Regions from separate parts of the Mus musculus genome. Here region 1 is linked to region 2. The links are chromatin contacts, called in public Micro-C maps. All regions are on one chromosome and are shown on one strand. Each heading gives the region's core, a stretch centred on a gene start, on an enhancer-like site or on the middle of the called end of the contact. The rest is flanking DNA. Distances are from core to core; before and after follow the strand shown. Region 1 overlaps Gm31871 (a long non-coding RNA gene). Region 2 has its middle 64 kb from the start of Kcnj5.

Region 1 (5,230 bases), core at 1,593-4,092, 330 kb before region 2:
CCCAGGACCAGGCACTGAGGCCTTCAGAGGCCCTTAAGAGAGTAAGGAAACCTTAATGGAGTTTGAAGCATCCCTGAATTTGGCTTGCTTAGGTCTCAGTGAGAAGAGGAGGCAGCTATGATGGCCAGGAAGGGGAGGCAGATCCTAAGCAGCCACCCCTACACACTTATACAAACACCCACACTTGCATTTAGTCAAACATGGTGACCTAGGCTCCTTTAACTAACTCTGAAGTTGTAAGCGAATCAAATTCTCTGAGACCTGAGTTCCTTCAAAAACAGCCAAGTGCGTATTTCAGTGATAGCTCTTTCATAGGACAACTGCGAAGATCAAATAAGAAATAAACCAAAGTGATTCCCACGTACTTGACCAATATTTACATTACATCAGTTCCCTGTGGCCAATGGGAGGTCCTAGGAAGACCTCATCCTTCCCCCAAGAACAAGCAAATGAGTAAACCTCTTAAATGAGGAAATCAGTCAAGGTCATGAGGACCTGGAGAGTAAGCCTGAGATGGCATATGAGCCAATCCTGGGCTACACCCAAGAGTCCTTAGGCTATGACATCTGAACCTCAACTAAGAATGGAGTCTGTCCTAGTTTCCTCTCTGTTTCTGGAATAAAATATCATCACCAGAAGCAACTGTAGGGAGGGAAGTTTCAGATCACACTCCATCATTGGAAGGCAAGGCAGAGACTCAACAAAGCCAGCTTGCTCTTGCACACAGCAATACCTCCAACCAAGGAACTTAGGTTGCCACTGAAGACATAGAACAGGAACTATGGAGGGGAACGCTTTCTACATGGCTCACTGGCCAGCTTATGCTCTGCTAACTTTCTTATACAATTCAAAGCCACCTGCCTAAGAATGGTACCACTCACCGTGGGCTGGGCCTACTATATCCATTAACAATGAAGACAACCGCACCCCTCCCCCAGACTAATCTGACCTAGACAATTCCTCAGCAGAGTTTTCTTCCTAGGTGACTGTAGGTTTTGTCAAGTTGACAGTTAAAGCTAACCAGGACAGGGTTGTGTGTTAACAGTTGGGCCCACTACAGGGCACCTGTGGTGTGACATCAGACTCTGAGACTCAAAAGAAAAAGTCCTTGTCCTGGTGAAGGAAGAAAAAGGTCAGTAAACTGAGAGTATGCCAAAGGCTGCAGGTGTCACTCTGGGTAACAGAGGGGAGATGTACAGATAGGCAGGCTGGGCAGGGACAGGCAGAGCAACGCCCTCTGAGGAGGAAACCTTTCCAGAAAAGAAAGCTGAGCCTGCACGTTCACTCTGGTTTCCGTGACAGGAGACCAAGCACAGAGACAGGACGACTGAGAAGGATGCCGTTGTGGAAGTCCAAGTGAGACTCAGAGGTGGTTTACCCAGGAGGAAGCAACACGGGGTAAATTCAAGCGGAAACAGGCCTTGCTGGCATTATGGGGGCTGCAGGTACCGAGATGTCAAACAGACAGACTCCACACCAGACATGTGGAAGCAAGATGGTGGTGTGAGGGAGATGAGGGAAAAGGGTTGTATGGCTCAGGCCAGACTTGTGTATGGCCATATGATCCCACGGTGCCTTTTTCTCGGTCTTCTGAGAGCCTGGAATCACCAGGGAGTTTGAACCAGAGATAGAGGAGTAGCCTAACACCTTAGAAATGCTACTTAAAGTCACAAGCCAGGCAGAGAGCTCTGAGAGACGAAGGGAAAAAACAGAGGGTCAAAGATGCTGCATGGGAAGAAGACAGGAAGGCCCACATGAAGAAGGCCTAGTCTGCTGGCCGGCCTGCATTCCCACCCACTTAAGAAACTGAGGCAGAGGTTTTTAAGTTCAAGACCTGCCTTCTACAGAACAAGTTTAAAGTGAGACCAGGCAACTGAAGGAGACCCTGTCTCAAAACTGAACAAACGAGTAATAAATAATTTAAATTCTTTATATTTATTTTATGCATGTGTTTTGCCTGAATGTGTGTGTCTATCACATTGAGGCCAGAGATGGTGTCTGAAACCCTGGAAATGGAGCTAAGTTGTAAACTGCTACGTGGGTGTTGGGAACCAAGTTTTCTGCAGTAGTATTAAGGGCTCTTACCCTCAGAACCGTCTTCTAAATAATTTTCTTAAAAGAAACTAAGTTCTCGGAATGTAGCTCAGTGGTAGAATACTTGACCAGAATATGTAAAACCTTTCCAATCCCTACGGAGGTGGAGGGAGCCCTAAGTACTGGGTATTGGCTTCTTGTTACAGAAGAATCCAAAGAGAGATCCAACAGGTTGCCAAAAGCCTGGAACTCCTAAAAGGTCCTCTGCTTCTAGAAGGACCCTCCCCACCCCAAGCCTGAAATCTCTGCCTGGAGTCCCTCCTGGGAGAAAGCACCAAAGGTTGTTGGAGAACACTGTTCGAGAACACTGTTGGAGAACACTGGCTCCATGCAGCCACCACCTGTGGATTCTCAAATGCATTGAAAGGCAAAGGAAGGCCCTAACCTCCGAAAGTGGAGGAAAACCCTACAATAAAGGGACTTTACAACAGGGTGAGCTTGAAATGAATAGTGGGGCCCGGGGGGTGGTGGGGAACCAGAGGATAAGGACAACCCTTCCTGTATGCCAGTGACACATGTCTTAACTTCCTGGTCACTACACACTGTTCATCTGAACATTTGGAGAACCAAGGGCAGCCAGACCCAGACCCAGACCCCATCTGCAGCGTGTGACAGAGCTGAAGACGGAAAGAGCTTGCCCTGAAGCCTCAGCTACAGGTCTGGAAGTTGCTGCCTTGTCTTGGGCTCCAGTGTTTATGGATAGAAAGGCGGGGCCTGGGCCCCAGAGAGGAAGGCAGAGCCTCATCTGCCCGGGCTGATAAGTGATCCTACAAGACAAGCAGAAGGGTCGGGACAGAGATCTGAGAGCAGCCAGATGCTCCGCACAGCAGGCAGAGTTCCTGACTAGGATGGCCTTTAATGTCTGCCTCAGCTCCTGGGGAGAGGGCTAAAGGCAAGGATCAGTTCCCACCCCAGGCAGGGAGGAGACCGGGTCTGTGAAGAATCTACCCAACATAGGCTTCAGGCCCCATACAGTGCTCGGAACTGAAGACAGGCGCTTAGGACTGACTAGATCGGCAAAATGAGTAGTAAAACTTAGACATTGCTTCCCAAGTTTAGATACTTTAATAGAGTCAACTCTCAAAACAGGAGCCATCAGCAAAAACATTGCTAAGTCCCCTCTCTTTGATGAATGAGAAATTAAGCCTCGAAATGAAGAAGAAACTTTCCCAGGATTGCATAGCTAATAAAAAAAATCCCTCTGCTGCCATTTGTTCTTGCCCGTACCATTTCCACAGGATCCTTAGCTTGCTAACACAGGTATCCACCAAAGCCCTTGATGTCTGTGGAGAAGGGACACTGAAACGTTAGATGAAAATGCCTTGTTCATATTGCATCCAGAAAAGGGTGTGTGTGGGGGGGGGGGGGGGATAAGCCAGCAAAATGGTATGCCAGAATGCTCAGCCCAGATGTTCCAAGGTCCTCTCCACCTGAAACAAAAAAGGCAGAAAGAAGTAAATTACCTACTTCCTTCTCTCACAAGTCTGACAGAACAAAGAGAGCCCAGACAAAAGCAAGGGAGGATGGAGAGAAAGCCACTGGGCTGAGGGGGCTGCTGGGATATCAGCCTGGCCTGTGTGAAGCCTTTCTGTGAGCCTGGGGAGAGGATGGGGAGGGTCCTCCTGACCCCTGTCCTCAGGATTCTTATTAGGAAAATCACGGTGGAGGGGAAAACAAGGCTTGGTGATAGATGACAGAGAGACAGAGACAAGGAGATGGAGACGGAAAAAAGGAGAGACAGAGGAGAAAACAAAACAAGCCGGGGAGTGCTGGACATTCCTCTCGAACCCTCCAAGTCCATGAGCTCTAGTGGTTTGGACCCAGAGCCTGGAACTCTTAGGGAACAAAAAGATTGGAAGTGTGCTTCTAGGCTTCCTGACATAGTGATTGCTAGAGACCATAGGCAGGCAATGACGAGCACAGGACAAAGCTGGAACACAGAAAACAGACAGGAGGAAAGAGCACTGGCTTAGAAATAGCATCTAGCCAGGTACAAGTGGGCAATGAGATGGATCTGAGAACCTGACCTCATTCTGGTCCTAACTAGCCTGGAAGGAGGGGGCAATGTGGGCTTCCGTAGCCCTACAGCCCTATAGAGTTCCTTCAGTGGCTGGGCATTCCTTGTGCAGCAGTTCTCTACTGCCCTCCCACCCAATTCCCATGAGCTCTGAGCTCATCTATCCTGTCCTGAGTCTTCTCTCTGGCCCAGAGATGATGCTCACACAAAGACAGCACTGTCCCTGTTCTGGTGTTCACCTGATGTTTCTAATCTCTGCCAGCCTGGTGGGAGGAGGAGACAGTTGAGAGGTAGAGAGGGGCTCTCTCCTTGATACTGTAAAGGGGGAGAATTTTAGCCAGAGGTTGCATTTTGTTGAAAAAAAAAAAACAGAAGCAAATACCATGGTTACAGGGATGGCGTCTCCGAGTTGGTCCTTGGCTCAAGGTAAAGTAAGTGGCTGCTATCAATAGTGAACTCCAGCAAAGGATGCTGGAGACAAAATCCTACATGGTCCTGACTCCCATGTCCAATCCAAAATACCTCTTCTGTCTTTTGTCAGCAGCCCTACATCGCACTGCAAGCAAGACAATACAGAACTCAAGTGCTAGGGACACAACAGAGCCTGTAAAAGAGCCAGGCTCCTATCTGAACTGTCACAGAGCCTACCAGAGAGTTCCATGTGATTAGCACTGGGATAAACTCTAGAAATGAATGCATAGCATTCTCTAAGATGATACGAGAAGCACCCAGTGTGATATGGGCAGTCAGACAGAGCATCTCTCAGGAAGTGACTTTGAGGGGATTGGGAATATGGCCCAGTCAGAGCTGGTGGGAAAGGATGCTTCCTGCAAAGACGCTAGCTGAAGATAAAAGCCTGGTGTACTTGAAAGACAAAGAGACCAGGAGGGCTCCAGGGAAATGAACAAGGACAAGCCACAGAAATGCTTCTGAGGGTGGGAGAGGGTTGGGTTTGGGAGTCGAAGGCCTCTTTGCTGGTAGAATCTCTTGACCTTGGAAGCCAAGAGCAATCCAAAGCTATAGTAAATGTAGATACATGTAACACCAGGGCTGTGCCTGCCTGAGACTGGTGGATTAGGAACAGGATAAAGGGAGCCTGGAAGGCCAGTGGTGCCTTAG
Region 2 (4,794 bases), core at 590-3,089:
TAGCAAGTACTTTTTACTACTGTGTCATCTCACCAGCTCATGTTACAAAGCCCTGATAGAGAAAGATCTAAGAGGGGTCAGAGGCTCAGCAAAGTCATTCCAGTAGTTGGGCCACTTTCCCTGTCAGGACAGGATCAATTCTAAAGATCCGAAAAACCGTGAGGCTGTCTGAAAGGCTTGCTCTACCCGGATCCAAATATAAAGCTCACTGTAGGTGTGAGGTAGTATGGGCTGATTAACCCACTTCTTTGATGGGATCACTATGTAAGGCTGTGTACAGGAACAAACTGAATGCAAATGAAGTAGACACAAGGAGGACAGAGAACCTAAACTGCGTTTTCTAACTACACAGCTGCAAAGTATCAAACCATACCCACGAGAAGTTCTACAACTCCAAGCCAGACATTAAAAAGTATAGGAAAATTACACAGTGAATGTAAGGCTTTGTTCTAAAGTAAACAAACAAATACGAAAAAAATTAGGGGAAGAAATGATCAGCCACGGAGTGGGAAAAGATTCAATATATTAAGTGAGCTAAAGATCCCTTTTTCTTTTCATACTGAGGCCGGGTAATATGACAGGCAAGACTATGGGGACATGGGAAGAGAGCGGAGCTCCTCACTCGGGAGTGTACTTAAACTTGGGGTAAGCAAATAGAGAGGTGACTTGGTATCTCAGTTGGCTTGAACTACACATTTACCCCTTTGCTTAACAATGCACCTGCAGCCTGCGATCTGCACCTGCACTGAGTCACACACACCCCTTTTCTAACCATGCACACGAAGCCTGGGACCCTCAACTGTGCTGAGTTGCTTTTATATCTCACTTCAAGTAGAGGACTGCGTTACTCCTGTGGACATCCTGTGAAAATGCCCATTTCCATTCAGAAGTGTCTCCCAACATGCCCAGGAATAGGGGGAATGGGACTAGCCCAACCTGAACTGGCTTGGGTACATGCACAGTAAGGAAAGCTGTTTCCTATAAGTGAACTTTTAAGAAGGATCCCTACTTACCATCTTATGCCCATCCATAGTTGGCATCTATAGTTGGCAATACTGTTTATGATTAAAATCAGATGGGTAGGGAAGGATATGTGCAAAGAAGAAAAACTGACAAAACCCAAGTCTATCAATCAAAGCAGAGGACCACCTGCACCTTGGCAACCAACCCCTCCTCCTCCTGAACTCAATAAAAAGAGGCCCAAACCCTAACCAGAGCTCTGGGGCCCTGTAGTTAGACAGCCTGCCTGCTGCTTCCTTACTGTCTTAATAAATAAAATGTGCTGCTTTTGCCTTTGGTGTCACCTCTTCAGTTCTTTTGAAGAAGATGCCAAGGACCTCAAAACTCCTGGTCCACAAAGTACAGCAGCAGCCAAGCCTCTTCCTGGCTGAAAACCAAGAATCTCAACCATGGGGCTGGAGAAATGGCTGTGGTTAGGAGCCCTTGTTGCTCTTGCAGAGGACAAGAGGGGGTTTAATTCCCAGCACCTATGTGGGCAGCTCGTAGCCACATGTAACTCCAGTTACAGGGGATTCAAAGCCTTTTTCTGTCTTCTACATGTATTAGCATGTACGTAGTACACGGACATACATGCAAGCAAAATATTCATGTTGCAGGATATTTGATCACATTGTATGCCCTGAGATTGTGTTATTTGCTGGAAAAACCTGTTTCTAGTTGTGGTGTGGCTCAGCCCTATCATACACCTTTAATCCAAGAGCTTGCTGTTTATTGTAAACAGGATTAAATAAAGTCAACCATGGGTCAGGAGGTAGAGCAAGCAACCAATTGACAGAGAGTGAACACAGGAAACAATCGTGTAGAGTAAGAGGAAGTCAGAAGGACGGATAGAGAGATGCACAGGAAGTAGACGGGAGGGACATTTAGTTTGAGGTTTTTGAGATAGCGTGGAAGAGGAAAGTCAGTTGAGTGCTTTGTCTGCCTCTCTGAGATAGTGGGGTTTCACTCCTGCATCTGTGAGATAGTGGGGTTTCACTCCCGCATCTTCTCCTGAGTCTTCATTGGTAAAATCAAACTATTGTGAGCCTGTTAATAACAGCAAAATCATACACATAAAAGGAAATAAGTATTTTTAAAACTAACAATTGCTGTGAAGGCTATTATCATAGAAAAATTCTTTTAAAAAATGGAGACGTGTCAAATAAGAGTTTTAAAATAGTAATGAATCATGGTTAAGGCCTAATTATCAGTGCCCTCCTTTCTTGGTGATTTTCTTACTGTTTTCGAAGAATCACACCAAAACCCAGGATGTGTCCCAGCCCCTATGTGCAAACCTGGCCTCCCAGTGTTAGTTTATCAGACTATCATCCCTGCAAAAGGTGCCTCCAGAGCCATCCTACAATGTGGGACTTTGAAAGGCAGCTTGTTTTCTGATTGAGCTAGGTTTAAACCCTGGAGAACCAGCAGATAGCTCTGCAAGGGATGGAAGACCTGTTTGCCACGCTCCCAGACACTAGGCTCCTGACAGGAGGCCCCAGCTCCATAATTCTGTGGCCATCAGTCACTAGGGCAACGTCCTCAAGTCCCTGGTATTCTGTTTGGACTCTACCCCTACAGTTACCTGGCAACAGCAAGGTAGGCTGGCCCACTATAAAAAGGGCTGCTTGCCACCTCCTCCCTCTCTTACTCTCTTATCCTTACTTTCTTACTCTTGCCTCTCTCTCTTGCCCTCTTGCTCCCCTTCTCTCCACATTCCCCCCCCCCCCACACACACACACACACGTAGCCATGGCTGGCCTCTTCTTCTCTACTCTCTCCTTCTCTCTACCTTTACTACCCTCTTAGCTCCCCTTCTGGCACTGAAATAAATGCCTTAAAACCATGGACTGCCTCTTTTTGTCGGGATCTGCAGTGCTGGAGCAATGGAACAGGTCTCCCTCTAATGGGTTGTGCCTCTAATCTCCCACGGGAGGCCTCTCTGCATTCCCAGCCACTGCCATCAGCCAAACCAAGCCAAGCCACCCTCAGGAGCCAACCAAGGGCTCTCCTCCCTGTGGGACTCAGCCAGAGCTCCCCTCTTGCCCTTTTCCCTTCAGCCCAGGCCAGAACCAGCCCACGGGCCCACACTCTGTTCTCATCTCTTCTGCAACATCAAGCGGCCTTTGCAGTGTCCAACAGCCTGAGAACCTGTCATCTTTGGCCTCTGTGCAGGCCCTGGGGACCCCGAACCAATTCCAGCAGGTCTGTGGGGACCTCAGACTGTGTTTCTCCACCCTCCCAGAGCAAGGTCCTGTGGCTTCTCACAGCCAATGCCTGCCTGGTGGCAGTAGGGGTACATGCAGTCAAACTTCCTGTGTCCCACCTTGCCCAGTGGCCCGAGCCTTGGGCTGGACGTGGGACCCCACTTTTAACCCTCACTACAATAGCATTTAACAGAAAGAGAAAAGGTTCTTAGCACTCTTTTCCGATGATCACCAAAATAGTGTGTATGCCTGCTGCTGTCTTAGCTTGGTTTCCTGTTGCTGAGATGAAATACCCTGATCAAAATAGCTTACATAAAGAAGGATTGATTTTGCTAACAATTCCAAGTAACAGTGGAAGTCAAGGTCGCAGGAACTGGAAACAGCCAGTCACATCCACCATCAAAGGCAGAGAGAAAATAAACCATGCACGCTTAACTCATACTCAGCCCATTTCCCCCTCTTACTCAGCTCAGTACCCAAGGCCTGGGGACCTGTGCCATCCACATTCAGGGTAGGTCTTCTCACCCCAAGTAACGTAATTTTAACATCTCTCACCAACATGCTTACGGACCAACTTAAACTTGCCCATTCTTCATAGGGTCTCTTGCTGGGTGATCTTGATTTATGTCACGTTGACAATTATACCTAAGCATACAACCACCAAGATACATTTAGTAGCCCCTGTATGAGAAGCATGCGCTGCAGGGGTCTCTTTCTCTCCCGGAGTGCCTTTCTAGGTTTTACAGACTAACTCTTCCACACCGGCTGCCTCTAATGCTCTTACCACCCTGTGGTCAGGGCCTTTGCACAGCAGAGGAAGAACTGCTCAGGCAGCATCTGTAACGGCATGGGAGCTGTGCATCTATCTGCCTTTGTTGCCACCCAACAAAGAATGAAAAAAAAAGAAAGAAAAGCCAAGTTTAGAACAGCCAGAGGAGAGGCTGCTGCCGATTCACAGGCCTTCTGGACACTGGCTCCGCTTCCCTTCCCCTGAATGAGAGCCACCTGGCTATTCAGTTTGGAACAAACCTTACTTGGCACTTTGCCAGTGTGTTCTCATTCACAGAACAAAAGTTTTATCTTTTTCTTTTTTTTAATATATGAGAACCAGTGAGATGGCTCGGTAGATAAGGGTATTTGCCGCCAAGCATAACAACTTGACAAGATTCTCAGAGTCCATGTGGTGGAAGGAGAGAACTGATGTCTAGAAGATGTCCTCTGACCGCTACATGTGTGCCATTACAGACCCTGAACACTTATGTGCACACACACACACACACACACACACCCACACACACACAAACACACACACACACATACACACACACAAACACACACACAACACACACATATACACACATACAAACGCACACACACACATACACTCACACACAAACACACACACATACACTCACACACAAACACACACACACACAAACACACACACACAAACACACACACACACAAACACACACACACACAAACACACACACACAAACACACACACACACACACAAACACACACACACACACTGGGAGAATGGGAAAAAGATGTCAAATGTCTGTTGTCGAGGGCGGGGTCATTTGTAAG

Evidence for each region. A called contact is a pair of places that touch in the nucleus more often than the background predicts.
Region 1: a contact with region 2 is called in a Micro-C map of the G1E-ER4 cell line. The contact joins two enhancer-like sites. A contact is called at or near these places in 8 of 484 Hi-C or Micro-C datasets (the Ba/F3 cell line, the CH12 cell line, the G1E-ER4 cell line and 3 more).

What each region holds. Positions count from the first base shown.
Region 1 is chr9:32,605,048-32,610,277 of GRCm38.p6, reverse strand. It overlaps Gm31871 (a long non-coding RNA gene), which reads right to left. Exons shown (of 4, transcript XR_379224.3): 4 at 3,195-3,524. Among named protein-coding and RNA genes, the nearest start is that of Gm31871, 13 kb to the right of the region's middle. Within about 2 kb of position 2,842, at least 37 of the 459 cell types and tissues checked have an H3K27ac peak or open chromatin away from gene starts, as enhancers often do. A contact at or near this core is called in the G1E-ER4 cell line, where this site is marked.
Region 2 is chr9:32,277,751-32,282,544 of GRCm38.p6, reverse strand. No RefSeq gene overlaps it. Among named protein-coding and RNA genes, the nearest start is that of Kcnj5, 64 kb to the left of the region's middle. Within about 2 kb of position 1,839, at least 15 of the 459 cell types and tissues checked have an H3K27ac peak or open chromatin away from gene starts, as enhancers often do. A contact at or near this core is called in the G1E-ER4 cell line, where this site is marked.